Regions from separate parts of the Rattus norvegicus genome. Here region 1 is linked to region 2. The links are chromatin contacts, called in public Hi-C maps. All regions are on one chromosome and are shown on one strand. The core of a region is the stretch at or near the end of the contact, and the rest is flanking DNA. Distances in the headings are between cores, read along the strand shown.

Evidence for each region. A called contact is a pair of places that touch in the nucleus more often than the background predicts.
Region 1: a Hi-C map of the A7r5 cell line shows a contact between it and region 2, with 5 times the contacts expected there. The contact joins two enhancer-like sites. A contact is called at or near these places in 4 of 12 Hi-C or Micro-C datasets (the A7r5 cell line, hepatocytes, kidney and 1 more).

Annotation. Positions count from the first base shown.
Region 1 is chr1:233,468,014-233,471,545 of GRCr8, forward strand. No RefSeq gene overlaps it. Among named protein-coding and RNA genes, the nearest start is that of Smarca2, 150 kb to the right of the region's middle. Within about 2 kb of position 2,093, at least 7 of the 93 cell types and tissues checked have an H3K27ac peak or open chromatin away from gene starts, as enhancers often do. A contact at or near this core is called in the A7r5 cell line, where this site is marked.
Region 2 is chr1:233,203,306-233,206,594 of GRCr8, forward strand. No RefSeq gene overlaps it. Among named protein-coding and RNA genes, the nearest start is that of Trnap-agg60, 390 kb to the left of the region's middle. Within about 2 kb of position 1,801, at least 3 of the 93 cell types and tissues checked have an H3K27ac peak or open chromatin away from gene starts, as enhancers often do. A contact at or near this core is called in the A7r5 cell line, where this site is marked.

The DNA of each region.
Region 1 (3,532 bases), core at 843-3,342, 260 kb after region 2:
GCACACTAAAGATGGCTCATATCACATGACTCAGGTAAGACAAGCAGAGGCATGCCCTGAATAGCTTTCTTCTTGCTTGCTATTAGCCTACGTGAAAGGGCCTCCAATTTAAGAGTTCAGTCATTCAATAAACAGATACCAAAAATAAAAAATAAATAACTAGCAGACTACGTCCTCAAATTCAAGTTGCTGATGCCTAATAACTACATACTGTCTTCGAGGACAAGAGCCTCGCCATAGTATTTCTTCTTGCAAAGCAACTGTGTCTGCCTCTCTTTGGCCAACACACCCTACCTCTTAATGAATAGTCTACCAGGTTATTGCCAAGGCCAGAAGAAGTAGTTGAGCCCCTTAGGAAAACTGCTTTTCTTGTCTGAAAAGTAGCATGTGCCTACATCTTCCTATAGCAGTTTTACATGGCAGGTTCACTAGTGCCACAATGCACAAGAGCTCAACCGAGCTGGAATCTGAACTGTTTATATGTTGTGTGGCCTTAGGCAAATTATTTGGTCACTTTGTGCCTCAGTTTCTTCATCTATAAAATAGAAATATTTTTTTAAATGTAAAAATCCAATCCAATTTTTAGAACTGAGTGAGTTCATATAGATGCAGTGCCTGGCCCATGAAAGCACTTATGTAAGTGCTGGCTCAATAGCAGTAACTGGGTTCACACACAGGCAATCATCTCCCTCTCTCTTTCCGCTGAACACAACAAAATGGTCTTCTGTTACTTCAAAGCCACTCCTCAATGGCACAGCTACTTGATAGTCACAACCTGCAATAATGATTGGCCCACGACATTGTGCTAAGATGGGCTTCTTACCCAGAATGCAATGAGATGCTAGAGACCCATTAGCCTTCTTCATTGTATGTGTAATTAGCCAAATCTAGTAGAATCCTGTATGACCTTTTCTAATATCCTAAAATGGGAAGACAGCTTTGCCAAGCTAGGATTAGAGTTACTCTCTTGCACAGATTAAAATATTCATCTTTGAACATTATGTACTCCTCCAGAGTTCCAGGTAGACGAAACTAGAGTCTTCTCTTGAAGCTTCCCAAAGAACCTGCTTGCATTTTTTTTCCCGATCAACTGCTTAGACTATATTTTCTTCTGTTGTTCTTCTGTCCACTTTATGGATATTCAGGAATAATTGGATCCAGAAAAACCAGCTTCCTCAGTTGGGCTACTTGCTGTCCTAAAAGTCTGCTTAATTTTAAGTGCTTCTGGGTTATTTGCTGTGGATACTGGAATACACAACTTATCTATAAGCAGGGAACCATCCCACTATCATTCCTCCTTTCTAGACTTCTACTTCTGGAAAATTACTACAGGTTTCATTGGTACTCAGTGACAATCCACCAATATAAAAGCCACCACAGGACAAGGCCACCTCTAATTTGCATTGACCACAACCTTCCCTCCTCTTAATTACAAAACACAAATCACTCCACCTCCTCTGGTACGGAAGAAATTGACCTCTACTCCCCCCTGGTGGACCGTTAGAGTATGCTGGGTGAATCACTTCAGAAATAGCCATGGGGGCCCTCAAGACTTATTAAATCAAGCTCCTTCTTAGGAACCTGCCCTGTTCTCATTCAAATGCTGATTATTTATAACTAGAACATAATTTACCCCCACATGGTCTAGTATTTTTGTCCTTTTCTTCCAGGTTTTCTTCCCCTATTAGCCAAAGGTAGCATTCGTTATCATAATTGCCTGGCGACTTGTCGGTCTCCTTAAATAGACTAGGCACAGCAGAAATCCAATATTATTAAGTGATTTTCTGGAGGCCACATAATCAGGAGAGACTCCCAATATAGAAGCCAGGTTTCTCTCTCCATGGTCTGTTGTGCTGTTCATTAGCACAGCATCCTGTGTTCTGAAATCTCTTTCCGAGAAGAAACACTGAGATAGCCAACAAGGGGTACAGAGAGAATAGGGATTCTGCTCTTGGCTCGGTCACATCCTGCCGGTACTTCTCATCTGAACAATGAGGGTGGTTTGCTTAGATGAGTGCTAACATCTGGTCTAACTCTACATGTTGAAGATTCAAGTCGAAAGGATGGTGACTCACTCACAAGGATGGGGACTCATTTAATCATTCGACAAATATGTACTTGCTTCATGATTGTTTATTCTGCATCTCCTTCTATGTCAAGCACACTGGTGAAAAAAATTACAATGACCCTGCCCACTGAGAAAGCATGTGGTCACCCTTGTGGTGCCACTGGGCCATATCCCATATCAATTATCCTGGTAAATGGCGTGACAAGGATTTCATAAGTATACTATTACTACAGGATTCTCTCTAGAACAAGGATACGTGTTTGTTCTCATAATGCTAGAAGAGCAATGAAGATTAGCATCCATTTTATTCTTAAAGCAAGCAAATCCCAATAAACAGGAACTGCCCAACACCTTGGCCATGTCCAGAAGCAGGTTTCCCCTTCCTGTTAATGCACAGCTTCCTAGATCAAGACATTGATTCACTGTCCTGCCAAGATGCCAACAGGAGTGTCCAATTAGTGCCAATTTGTTTCTTGTAACCTGGGCACCTGTCACCAAAGAACCTGATAAAAATAACCAACTCAGTCACCATGGATCCAAACAAGGCTCAAACTAATCATGCAGAGGTAAATAGGAAGACTTCAAATCCCACTGCAAAGCCTCCCAGGGACCCGGTCCCTCCACCCGTCGTGGTCACATTTATGCTTTATTTCTGAATAATGGCAAGACACCAACTGGCAATTGATTTTTTTTCCTTAAATGCAAGTTATCAGCCCTTCCTTCCAGCCAGCTGCGGGCTTCCCCCTGGCGGTTCAGGACTCATAGTGATAATGGATTATCTCTCCTTTTAATAGCAAACCACTTTCCACTGAGATGGAATGAAAGTTGTGGAGGAGAAGTGAATCCACCGAGAACTCTTTCAACTCTCTTCAGAAAGCACCTCTAGTTTGCACATTAAAAAATAATAATAATAATAACCTTTAAAAATCTAACCAGGCTTCGGCTACGTGGTTGAGCCAGCCACCAGGGTTGTGCTGGTTACATCTGAATTAGCACCGCTTGACAATCATTTCCAAACTCTACCTCATGCCAGCAGTTTTGCTCCCAGGGTGTGCAGTGGTAAGGGGCAGATGCCTTCGAAGGAGCTACTGGGTGGAGATTAGGAACAATAAGCAAATGAGCAGGCAGGACATTTTTACAAAATCACCCAGGCAAGAAAATCAGCACGTCTTACTCTTCAATAGTGGGCTCATCTAGCCTGCTGCTTGACGGGAACAGAAATGCCCAGAATCTAAATCTGCCACAGGAGGGGGTTTTTTTCTTGCCTCCTCACAGTGCTGTGAGCTGAATGGTAGATTGCATCACCTCCATTGTAAGGCCACTCTCATTATGAGAAACCAAACACAGAGTCTGGCTCCTAACTGGAGTATTAATAATGAAAATGGATTATGTGCGTCCTGTTTGCTAAGCAATTATCCGAAGGCAGGGATGGAGTCCAGATTTTTTTTGCCTCGATGCCTGAGT
Region 2 (3,289 bases), core at 551-3,050:
TGACAGTGGTTTTGTACTAAGGTTTTGTAAGATATTATTATTGAGACATATAGAAGGTGATGGGATATTTCTTATAATTGCCTAGAAGTCTACAGTCACTGCACATAAAACTATTTCAATGACAATGTAAACTGTATCAAGTGTCCATTTCACTGAAAAATATTTGACTTTGTGTCTCCCCTTAGAGTCAAATGAAAACATCTTTCTGAGTCATAAATGGTTTCCCATCATCCATGCTTTGTCATTCTTTCTCCCTCCCTTTTTCTCCCTCTCCCTTCCTCTCTCTTTCCCCTCCCTCTGATTCACAGATGCTTTTCCCTGTTATGGCCATACAAATCTGTTTCCCTTTCTGAGCCTGCATATTTCTTCCTTGCATCAGAATTCTTCTCCAAGTCCTTAATACAGATGTTTCAGTCTCATCCATAAATTCAAATGTTAACCTTTCAGAGTGCGCACCTCCCTCCGATCAGCTAACCTAAAATGACTTCCTTGATTGTCAGATTACTTTTATCACATTATTAACTCTAGCTATGATGAGAATCTCTTGTCTACATTCTCTCTCTCTCTCTCTCTCTCTCTCTCTCTCTCTCTCTCTCTCTCTCTCTCTGTCTGCATAAAGCATGTTCTATACCTGCAGTGGTTTTCTGCTCTGTTTTCTTTCTTCTATGCCAGTTCCAAACTCAGTATCCAATTCCTGGTAGGTGTTCACTAAATATCTGCTAAGTGAACATTTTGGAGAAGATTTAACCAGGAAAATTATGTGAATCAAAGGACTTAGGGCACAGGTCTCTGACAATAATAAAGATGCTTAAACTTCGCTTTTAGAGGCGAGAAAAGACATACTCCTGATGGAAACCAAAAACAATTTCCTAGGGCTTATTCTTTTTTTCTTTTGAACACATGCACAGGTGAGTTCAGACGCAATTAGCCACAGGTGGCCCATTCCCTATACTCCAGACCCGAGAGCGAGGTGTGTTCTCCACCCTGGGATGAAGAAACAAGGTCAGAAGCTATCCAAAGCATGTGCTTTAGGTAGGGAAAACGCTTTATTCTACTTCATTGTCACAGTCATTATGTCCCCGTTGCTAGTGTGATAGCACCTTCATTTCAAGCAAAAACACTCAACTCTTTGGATGAAATATGTTTGCTCTTCACCAGCACACTGGCCAATTTCCATCATGAAATATGGCTTCAAAGCAAGACTCAGGAGAGCGAGGTGGGCCTTTGGAACTCTTAACACACCCCCCCCCCACCATGTTTTCCTTATTTGCTGCCGCCGCTAGGCCTCTGGCTAGACAGAAATTGTATCTTCATCTCCTGTCTGTGGTAGTCAGTTCCAGCTACTATAGTAAGACAGATGCGGTTGGCTTGAATAGTAGGAATATCTCCTACTTCTGGAGACTGGTAAGTCTGGGACCAAGAAGCCAGCTGACCTGGTGAAGCTGCTTTCTGTTCCCTTATGTGTTTGTTGGGAGATGAGAGTGAGGTAGAGAGAAGAAGCAAGCTCACTTCTACCTTTTGAGGAAGCACCATTGATCATATCATAAGGACTGTAGTCTCAAGATCCTATGAGTTCTTCAAAGCCTGGACTCTGATACTATCACATTGGAGATCAGGGCTTTTAGGAAGAGACATATGCAGATCATAACCTTTGTTAACCCAATTCCTACTCCCTTCCTCCTCTGCCAGGCTTACCAAAGCAAAATGCTTAACCTTTTCCTCCTGTTGGACTCCGGAAGTATGAGAAATGCAGAGTGAAGCATGGTTTAGTGGAATCAAGAATTTCCAGAATGATAAGAATGTGAACTAAGGTTTAGAAAGGAAACTAAAACTGTCTGTGTGGGCCAAACAATTGACCTTTGAGTTTGCAATTGACTTTCAAAAAGTCTTAAGACTGAGAAGGGTTTTCTGCCAGTGGTAGAATTCCAACATCCTCAGTACACCTTCCTTCCTAAATCAGTAGCTTAAAGATGTTTTCTTTATTGGCTTTATAGACCTATATTATAAATAATTGATAAAAAGTCTGACTATTCCAAGCTGGGAGGATGTTTTCTATGAGTTTGAAAACTACTCCAACACACGCATGTTAATCTCCTGGACTAGCAAACATGGACTTGGTGTTCTTCACTAAACATCCATCACTGTCAAAACTTCTAAGAATTAGGGTGCTCCAGGACTTAATCCTTAATTTGCTACCCCAACTCTTTGCACTTAAGCGTTCTGTCCAGTTCCTTGAACTTAGATGTTCTCTAACTTCTGACAAGCACAACTATATGGTACAGGCCCTGCATTACCCTCAACCCTCAAATCCTCTCTAGAGCAACACATGGAAATTTCCCCACTGGCCTTAGCCTATCATGACTAAAACTTGACTTACATCCAAATCATTCTCTGTACAAAGTCTTTGAGTCATTTGTCTTTACTCACAGTGGTCTGGACTCTACTCTTAGTGGACAGTAGCTCTCACTCAGTGTGATCCTTACTCCCTGTTATGGGTCATGCCAAATCTTTCTCTTGCTGTTCTCCTAAAGCCATTGGTGCCACTCTTCCCTATAGTCCATGCTTCTTCCTAAAGTTCTTGACCCTGCTTTCCTCCTGTTGGACATCGTATCACTGAAATACTGTCCTCATCCCTCAGTTCAGGTCTCTCTTTGCTCAACCATTAGCCCTTCAGAAATGCCATTCCTGATACTTGTTTAAAACAATAAACACTCATCAATATCATTCACTGCTTCCTCTATTACTATATCCTCACAACAAGATCACACTTGCTTTATAACTTTCTTATCTGTCTTTCTAGATGGATGCTCTGTTAGAACAGAGAATGTCTCTCATTTATTCTTGTATTTATAGCCCACAAAGCACACTTAGCACAATAAATATTTTTTCAACTCATTTTTTCAGAAAAGAGAAAGCAAGACTCACAAGATTGAAAAGCCAGGAAATAGGAAACCAAGTCAGTAGTTTAAGAAACTACAAAGTTTAGTGTATCTCTGTGGTTCTGTATGTCTGCTTCGCCACTGGGGTGTTGGAGCACCACTCAGGGAGGTGAAATGCAGGGTGCTAGGCTGTTGGGGTGTCAGACTCATGGGACACCAACATGCTGCTCAGGGGAGGCAAAACACAGTCTAAGATAGGGGTTCCAGCCTGTGTTTCTCCAGGTGAGGAAAGGCAGGGGTTGGGATGAAGGCTGAGGGTCTCAAACTTCAGGGTACCTAGATGCCACTGGGAACTGAAAGGAGTTAAGAATGGCTTCAGGCCTGTGTTTTGCCTGGTGCAAGGGATGGAG